Regions from separate parts of the Mus musculus genome. Here region 2 is linked to region 1. A link is a contact called in public HiChIP or PLAC-seq data. All regions are on one chromosome and are shown on one strand. The core of a region is the stretch at or near the end of the contact, and the rest is flanking DNA. Distances in the headings are between cores, read along the strand shown.

Region 1 (4,285 bases), core at 1,508-4,007:
TGGTGCAGGCCTGGCACCTAGTGCTCTTTCTCCGAGCTATTTTTCTGGAAATGTACTTTCTATAAGCCTAAAATAGACCCACCAGCTTCTTTTTGTCTCAGACGCCCAGCTAGCACTGATAATATTTATTCCTTTGTAAGAACTATCAATCTTATTTTCCCTTAAAAATACCTTTCAAGTTCCCATATTCACGGGCACAACCAAGCCTTTAAATAACGAGACTGTCTGAATGTACATGGATCAGCAAAGAAATACAAATGATTTGGCTGATGGGCCCTCATTTCTACAATCAGACCGATATACTAATACCGATCAAGAGGATTAAATTCATCCCTCATTCTGACCCTGCAGAAACTATTCAAAGGATGAGAAGCTACGATGTAGCAAGTGACACCGAGTGCTCAGACTAGGGCACTCTGCTGAGGAAATGGTACCACATTTTCTTTGGTTCTTAGGCCGGCTATACCTGGAAAGCTCCAGCGATGTAGGAAAGTGCTGACAAGATCTGGTTACTGGAAAAGGCAGTCAGTTCAAGCTTCTCTTAAAACTGCTCCGCATGCAAGTCACCAAGCAAGTGGTGTATGTTCAGAGGGAAAGTTGGCCTTTTCCCAACAGAAGCTCATGAAAGCCAGCTCTGCTTCTGTCTGTGATTCTCTGGGGACCCAGGGCCAGGCTGGAAGTTTCCCAACCATTTTCAGCACTCAGATGTTAGTGAGCAGAAGCAGCCCACAAATGGCCTGGTAAAATGCTGGCCCCAGCCTCATTTCAGGAACATAATCTACTGGCTCAGAAGACCTGAGGCTAGACGTACGTTAGGATGTGCTTCGTGAGCCACAGTTACAAGAGATGCAGGTCCACGCTTTAGCCCTTTGAGCAACACCACTGCCGGAAACAGAGCTCTGAGAGCAGCAGATAACTCAAGGTGTCAGAGGCTCCTCAAAGCCACTGAGGGTTGGCTCTCGAGTCAGCTGAAACATTGATGTCATCGGGGAAGATTATAGAAAGCGGCCGAGTTAGCAGAGATCAGTGCAAGCGAAGGGCAGAGGCCAGTGGCCCATCAAGCAACAAGGGTTGAACATGGAGCCAGGAAGAAGATGGCATGCTCAAATTCTTCCGAGGGGCTTATTAGAAGGGACTGTTGTCTGACTGTATGGCAGAAGAACAGGGAAAGGAGGAGCCAACTAGAGGCAAATGATGTTGCTAGCAAACTGAAATGCTCAATATACTTATTATATGAAAGTGATTATTCAAATGCTTCAAATACCCACCAGTCTGTGTGGGCCTTGGAGGGACAGGGGGAGAGATAAGTTTCCCACTGTCCGACATGTTCTTGGCTTCTTTCCCACTGTCCAGGCTCCAGCTGCTAGGGGTGGGATTCACAGCTGGAAGGGAATAACACAGCTAAACACACAAGAGCCAGCTTTGCCTTTCAAATGCTTGAGATCTTAGGAGTCTGGCAGAATTATCCAGAACGTAGTCAAAAAGACCACAAAACCTTAAGCAGTAACCAAGCAGGACACTTCCCCAATATTAAACCTCTCTCTAATTGGTTACCTAACAGAGCTGACATTTAATTGAGTAACAGCAGGTCTCTTTATTTCCCTCAAGCTGTCAAACAGAACTGCAAATCTCTATGCCAGGGAGTAGCAACCTGCTGAGAATTCCAAATGTGTTTAGATGCTGAGAAATAGATGGAAAATATAGTCATCAGCCTATTTGTAGAAATGTCTGAACAAATGGCCATCTAAAGGAGGTGATGAGGCAAAGGGCACTCTCTTATTTCAACTGTGTGGCAGAAGTACCAAGGACAGGGTTGAGGGTGCCACACTGACCAGTCCTGTCAGGAAAGGATGAGTTCCAAATGGACAGATTACACTAAGTAAGTCCTGAGAAAACCACTTGGACTGCTGATAACGTCATTGTTACTTTGCAATCCATCTGCTCCAGGCATCACGGTGTAGGAATATAGACAGCTCTGCTAGGAAGCAGGGCAGGACACACAAGGTTATGAAACACTCCACAATGAAGTTTCTAATAGTAAAACCAGCGTTCCCGCTTGCTTCCCGTGCAGATACTGCCATCTGACGGACGCAGTGAGAATTGCCACGTTTTATTCCTCCAAGTTACTGCTTTGATTTAATGGGGTGGAAATATTTTAAACATTATTTTTTTTTCTCTATTTCTTTTATATTTGCTGGGTAGTTTTCTTTAGTAAAGTTGGTAAAAATAACAGCACATCCCTAGTTTCTCCTGGTGAAGATCAATGCTTGACTTACAACATTAAAGCTAATTCCATGCTTTAAAATAATTTTGGCTAGGCCCTCACTAATTTTCATCTCCCTTTGGGAAGTTTTAATGTTAATCTATCAGTGTACCAAAATGGTAATACAGCCTAGTTCTTAATGGGGGCAATTAAAGTGCACTTTACTGGGACATTTCATTAGTGAGTCTTGATTCATTAGCCTGCGAGACTGCTATTTTTGAGGCCTGACCCTGAGAGGCAAACGGGTGACTTTGCAAGTCCCTGCACCCACAGTGGAGGAAGCGACATTTAATCTGCTCTTCCTGGTCTGTGTGTTGCTAATTGGCTTCTTAGCTCTATGCATGCATTTGGTGTGTGCATCTTATTTGTGTGTGCTTGACCTTGAGGCGGGCCCCACTCCATTATGCGTCTGATCGCAATGCTTGCATGGCATTTAATGGTACAAGAGCCTGTGTGAGTGACCACCAACAACAGTTGAGCTGGCTGAATATGAGCTTTGTGAAGGAGACAATGGATGGGGTCTGTGGAATCAATCTGAGGAGTAGCTACTTTCATTGTGTGAACTAGTGGCTTAATTGGCAACTTTGCTTCAGGGAGAGCAGGCTTGGCCTGGGCTCGCTGAACAACAGAAAGCCATTACACAAAGGAGCTTCTAATTTGCTCAGAGCTTAGGAGTTTATGGAGAATGGATCATGATAAACTGCCTTTCACTAATTGCCTAAAGATCACACTCACCCTGATCATTAACAGTCTAGAGCTCTACCTGCCACACGGCACACAGAAGACTGGGGGAAATGAGGACACAACAAACCCTGACACATTCTAGGACCTACAAGGGGTGGATGACTGGTACCCACCTTTCTCAGGTGCAGAAAGGTTGGGGTCACTTCGAGGCAAGGCCCCATCTCCAATATGATTAAACAGCATCCTCTGGAAAGGGAGAAGAGTCCATTTTTATGATATAATATGCTGAGGTAGGATGCCTTTTAGAAAATGAGATGGTTATCTCCTTATGAAACTCTTTGCTCAAAACATTTTCTATATGGTATAATGAGCCTAGGAACAAATAATTAAACTCTATTTAAGGAGAAAAGGGGAAACAGAGTCTTAGGTTTTCTGAAAGAAACATAATAAGAAATGGTGTTTTACATTAAATATAAATGGTAAATAATTACTCATAATAAACATAGGGAAAATTAATAGTAAGAATTCGCTAGGTATGATGTTCTTTACAAGTGTATACTGCTAGACTGGCAGTATGACATGAATAAGAATGAAAGGAGAAATATTAATTTAAAAACCTACTATATAGACAAACTTATAGTTCAAATACTATAATAGACAAAAATGAGCTAATGAATATTCTATAATTTTAACCTACAAAATTACCAATATTACATAGCTCTACCTAACTCATGAAAAGAAAAAGTGGAAACCTACAGCATTATACATTATTATAATTTTGGTAACATATATACTGATTCAAATTTTACCCAAGACAGATAACTCAGGACTAATCAAGGAAGCCTTTCAGAGTTTCCCATGCTGGCACATGATCTCTTAGAGCAGATGAAACAAACTGAAATCCCCTTGCAATGCCAGTGACAACGGGAAATAAAATTGGTTAGCTGGTTCAGGCAAACGCACTCAGAAATCATTTCTGCAAGACATCAGTGCTGCGCAGAGGAGGTATCCTGGGCCTTTCGGGAAGATCACACAATCAGCAAAGATAAACCAATCAAGCCAAATCCCACTCGCTCTCATCCAATTCCAGATGCAGCTACAGACTTCTGCCAGGATGGTGTAGAAAAACAGAGAAATTAGCTGGAGCAGAAACAAGGAGTTTTCTCTGCTCTTAAAATTAGTCCCAAATAAACTGTGAAAAAAACTCAGGGATACAACACGAATCTTCAACTTCGTACCCACCCTCCAATGCACATACGTTGCCCCTGGACTGGGCCTGTGGCCCATGCTCACTCAGGTTTTTGAAAGCGAGGTTTGAGTGACCGGCGGAACCACATT
Region 2 (3,757 bases), core at 168-2,667, 3.0 Mb before region 1:
ATGTAAATACATGTTTAAGGTAAAAAGAGTGTTAGGTTTAAGACTGTGAAGATGAGAACACCGAGGGTAGTAAGTAAGAGGACCTGCAGGTGGGTATGACGTAGCTCTACTGGCCAGAAGAAAAGGATGTACCTCTGGTTCAATACAGGCAGTATCTACAGACTGTGGCTGGTTCCAAGGAAGGACCCTAACACTATGCACAGTTGTCCTTTCACATATTTGTGTATCTAACAGAAATAAACAGAAATGAACTGTGGGCAAGGACATATTCTTAAAGTCCTTCTTATATTATGGACAAGAGATCATTCTGTAGAGAGTAAGGTAAACATGAGTAAGAAAAATGTGGCTCCATCTTAGAAACTGTGATAAGAATTAATTTCCTGTAGGTTTTAAGACAGGAGTCCATGGCAATATATAAGCTGGTTACATACAAGTAAGAAGAAAGAAATCATGATTTAATTAATGGGTACCAAACCCAGCCAAGGTCAGTGTCTGGCACAACAAACCAAGGTCAAAATGAAAATGAACAGTGGTGACCATAACTCAAGACCATTTCCCTGAGTGAGTGTCTCCCTGATTGGGAGACAGAAGCATAGAGCATGTGAGCCCCTTTGGCTTGATTTGTGTTCAGTTTTCTGTTACAAGGTTCATGAAAGCCCCAGGTCCAGCAGCTTGGTGGTATGCAGGGCTGTGAAAGGCAGCCTATTTTGGTTGAAAGAGGTTCGCTCCAGTGACCCAGTAGAAAACGCTACAAGGAATGGAAAAGCAAGCCATGTTCCCAGAGACAGAGCCCCCAACTCCATAATTCTGTGACTATAAGTCACACAGACAATGTCCCAAGCTTCTGGCATTATGGCTAGACTCCACCCCCACAGTTACCTGATAGCCCAGCCCTCTATAAAAGGGGCTGCTTGACCCCTCCTCACTCTCTTTAAGCTCTCACCTTTCTTACTCTCTAGCCCTTCTCTTTCCCTCCCTTCCCTCTCTCTCCACACGGCCATGGCCAGCCTTTCTTCCTCTTTCTATCTTCTCTCTTTCTCCCTGCCTTTCTATAGTAAAGCTCTAAAACCACAGACTGTCTCTGCTCATCAAGACCCACAGTGATTGAACAATGGGATAGGCTTTTCCCTAACAAGGCATGTCTAACCTCCCACTGGAAGGCCTTCCTGGGCTCCAGCCATGGACCGCACCAAGGACTCTCGACTGTGTGGGAACCACTCACTGCCCCTGCTCTCCCTGCCATCTCTGCCCTTCAGCCCTGGGGATGACCCAGCTGCCCCTCATTTGTTCTCAGCTCTTCTGTGGCAGCGTCCAGTGGTGGCTGGGATGCCCAAGACTGAGAACCTGTTGCCTAGGACTGCCCCTTGTTCACCCCCGGCTGAGAAGGGGCCCAGTGCCTTCCCACAGCCAGACACCCACCAGGAGCTGCATGGAAAGCCTGCGGCTGTCCTCCCAGATCCGCCCACCCAGAGCACCTGAACTCTGGTGGGATGAAGGGTTTTTTCCCACTCTTTCTTTCCCCCACACCCACTGCCAAACAGTGGTATTTCCTGTTTTGGACTCCTTCCACTCTGGGGAGTCTTTACTTTTCTTAATAGTTTCCTCATTCTTTTGTCTGCATCTTTTTTCCTCACTATTGTGAGCCAACAAACTGCATTGACTTGGGGCAGCTTTGGTGACTGTTGACGTTCCTGTTCCTGTACTTTAGCCCCCAGAGTTAAGCTCCCCCGAGCCAGGAGAGACTCTTGCTCTCAAAGATCTAAATCAGTGGGAGGAGGGAAATAAGGAAACACATCTTTCTCAGCAATCTCTTGACAGTTATAATCACAAGGCTCCTCAGCAAGGTTATATAAACAGTTTTGGGGGAAGAGAAGCTTCCACTGAGCTGCTGGCAAGTTATGCAGGGAGCTACAAGGGATGTAGCCTTCATGAGTCATCGCCCATGCTGGAGTGGGCATTTCAGGGCTGCAGCTGCTTTTGACTCATCTGTTCTCATTATAAATAACCTTCATCTATACACTTGTAACTAACCACAATAAATGCTGGTTCACCAAGTTAGACTTGAATAGAATCATTTCTTCCATCTGTTGTTGGTACCCTATCTGAGGTAAAGCTACATCTGTTTCTTTCCCTAGGAAAAGTCACACAGCATAGAGCTAGAGATTGGAGTCACACATGCATATGATAAAGGATGCTAAAGATTTCCAGCAAATTCTAGAAGTAGAGAGAGCCAAGAAAGAATTTTCACGTTTCAGAGAGAGCATTATCCTGTAAATACTCGATCTTGGACGTCTAGACTCTAGAACTGTGAAACAATATATATTTATTTTAAGTCACATAATTTGTGATTTACTGTTTCAATTGCTCTGGGAAACTAACACACCTAAATACTGGTATTAACAAATTTATTATGCATTTTATAATGAGCTTTTATTATGTGGCAAAGGCTAATAAGTACTGTAAGCCATTTGCATGCATTATCTCAATTTTCAAAGCAACACTATGTGATACGTATCTTTTCATAGACATGCACATATGTGTACATATGTATGTATCTACATAAATATTTATGCTTTTGTATGAGAACAGTTAAAAGACTGGCTAAAGTTATAGTCTGCTTCGGAATACTTCTGAGTTTGTATGTACACTGCAGTAAGTACTAAAATGTAAAATGAAGTCACTGCCCTCTATAAACTATTAGTCTATATAACACAAACTCTGACTCAGCAGAACATGCATCAGCCAGCCAGCCAGCTTCTATCTGTCTTTTTGCCTTGCATCCTGTTATTTTAATGTTATTTTAATACCAGACTTGGGTCTGGCACTTGATTTGATAACATTGTATGTACTAATGCTATCCTTTTTATATTGATAAAACTTATTTTTCTTGACCTACTTTTTAGGATATCTGGAAAAAATACTAAAGCATGGTAAAATGCTCAATATATGAGAGTACCTATGTATGACTATGAGCCTTTCTTTGATTTTGGTGCATATTTAAACTAGGGATGAGTTCTATGGATACAGAAAACTAGGGTTTCTAAATAAAATTAGAAAGTACCATTGTTGTCCTTCTGGCTTACATGAAACCCTCTTTGTTGGATTTCAGTTCTATATTTATGATTTCTTTCTAATGGAAGGGTCAGTTCTTCATTCTGCTATTCTCCACCTGATCCAGGCCTGGCTGATCCAAGGACATGAACACAGGTGAAGCTATGTCTGTGTTTTGATTTGATTTTGATTTGATAAGCAGGATTTTCAAGGCTGAAGTTATTCAGAAGGGACCTATTTAGATTAGGAAGAAACTGTTACTGTACATTGCTACCTGCAAATTTGATCCTGGCTTTGCCCGAGTTTATGGCTGAGGTTTGGGTCAGAAAACTCTTAAATGTGATTTATCAGTAGGCCTATAAATATCTGTAGGGTCCTCACTAATTGAATCAGTACTCTCTGCTACTGAAAAGAGTGTAAGCACCATTTCCCAAGGGTACCCATGCCATTCACAGATTAATATAACAGGTTACTTCACAATTCAAAAGTATTTTCAAAAGTCAGTAGCTAATATATTTTTGATTTAAACTACAGTGTACTTTTCTGCGTATCATATCATACAGGTTGGACTTTGTTTATTATCCTCTGTGATGTGATTTTTGTCATTGGTTTATTTTAATGAAAAGTCGACTTCTAAGCATTATAAAGTCTATTCATTATAATCAGAGCTTCATGACATGGCAAGGTCAGAGCTCCATTTGAGTCT

The links. HiChIP or PLAC-seq counts read pairs in DNA pulled down with a chosen protein or histone mark.
Region 2: a contact with region 1 is called in an H3K27ac HiChIP or PLAC-seq map of SST interneurons, with 32 times the contacts expected there. The contact joins two enhancer-like sites. A contact is called at or near these places in 1 of 39 promoter capture datasets (hippocampal neurons), 2 of 15 datasets of contacts at CTCF or cohesin (large pre-B cells and pro-B cells), 27 of 484 Hi-C or Micro-C datasets (the 63-12 cell line, the AtT-20 cell line, B cells and 18 more) and 3 of 115 datasets of contacts at active chromatin or transcription factors (SST interneurons, astrocytes and embryonic forebrain).

What each region holds. Positions count from the first base shown.
Region 1 is chr12:40,835,538-40,839,822 of GRCm38.p6, reverse strand. It overlaps Dock4 (dedicator of cytokinesis 4), which reads right to left. Exons shown (of 53, transcript NM_172803.2): 50 at 3,121-3,193; 51 at 1,269-1,382. Among named protein-coding and RNA genes, the nearest start is that of Immp2l, 190 kb to the left of the region's middle. Within about 2 kb of position 2,757, at least 38 of the 459 cell types and tissues checked have an H3K27ac peak or open chromatin away from gene starts, as enhancers often do. A contact at or near this core is called in SST interneurons, cortical neurons and hippocampal neurons, where this site is marked.
Region 2 is chr12:43,825,606-43,829,362 of GRCm38.p6, reverse strand. All of the region lies in intron 1 of Gm33384 (a long non-coding RNA gene), which reads left to right. Among named protein-coding and RNA genes, the nearest start is that of Gm33384, 24 kb to the left of the region's middle. Within about 2 kb of position 1,417, at least 50 of the 459 cell types and tissues checked have an H3K27ac peak or open chromatin away from gene starts, as enhancers often do. A contact at or near this core is called in SST interneurons, cortical neurons and hippocampal neurons, where this site is marked.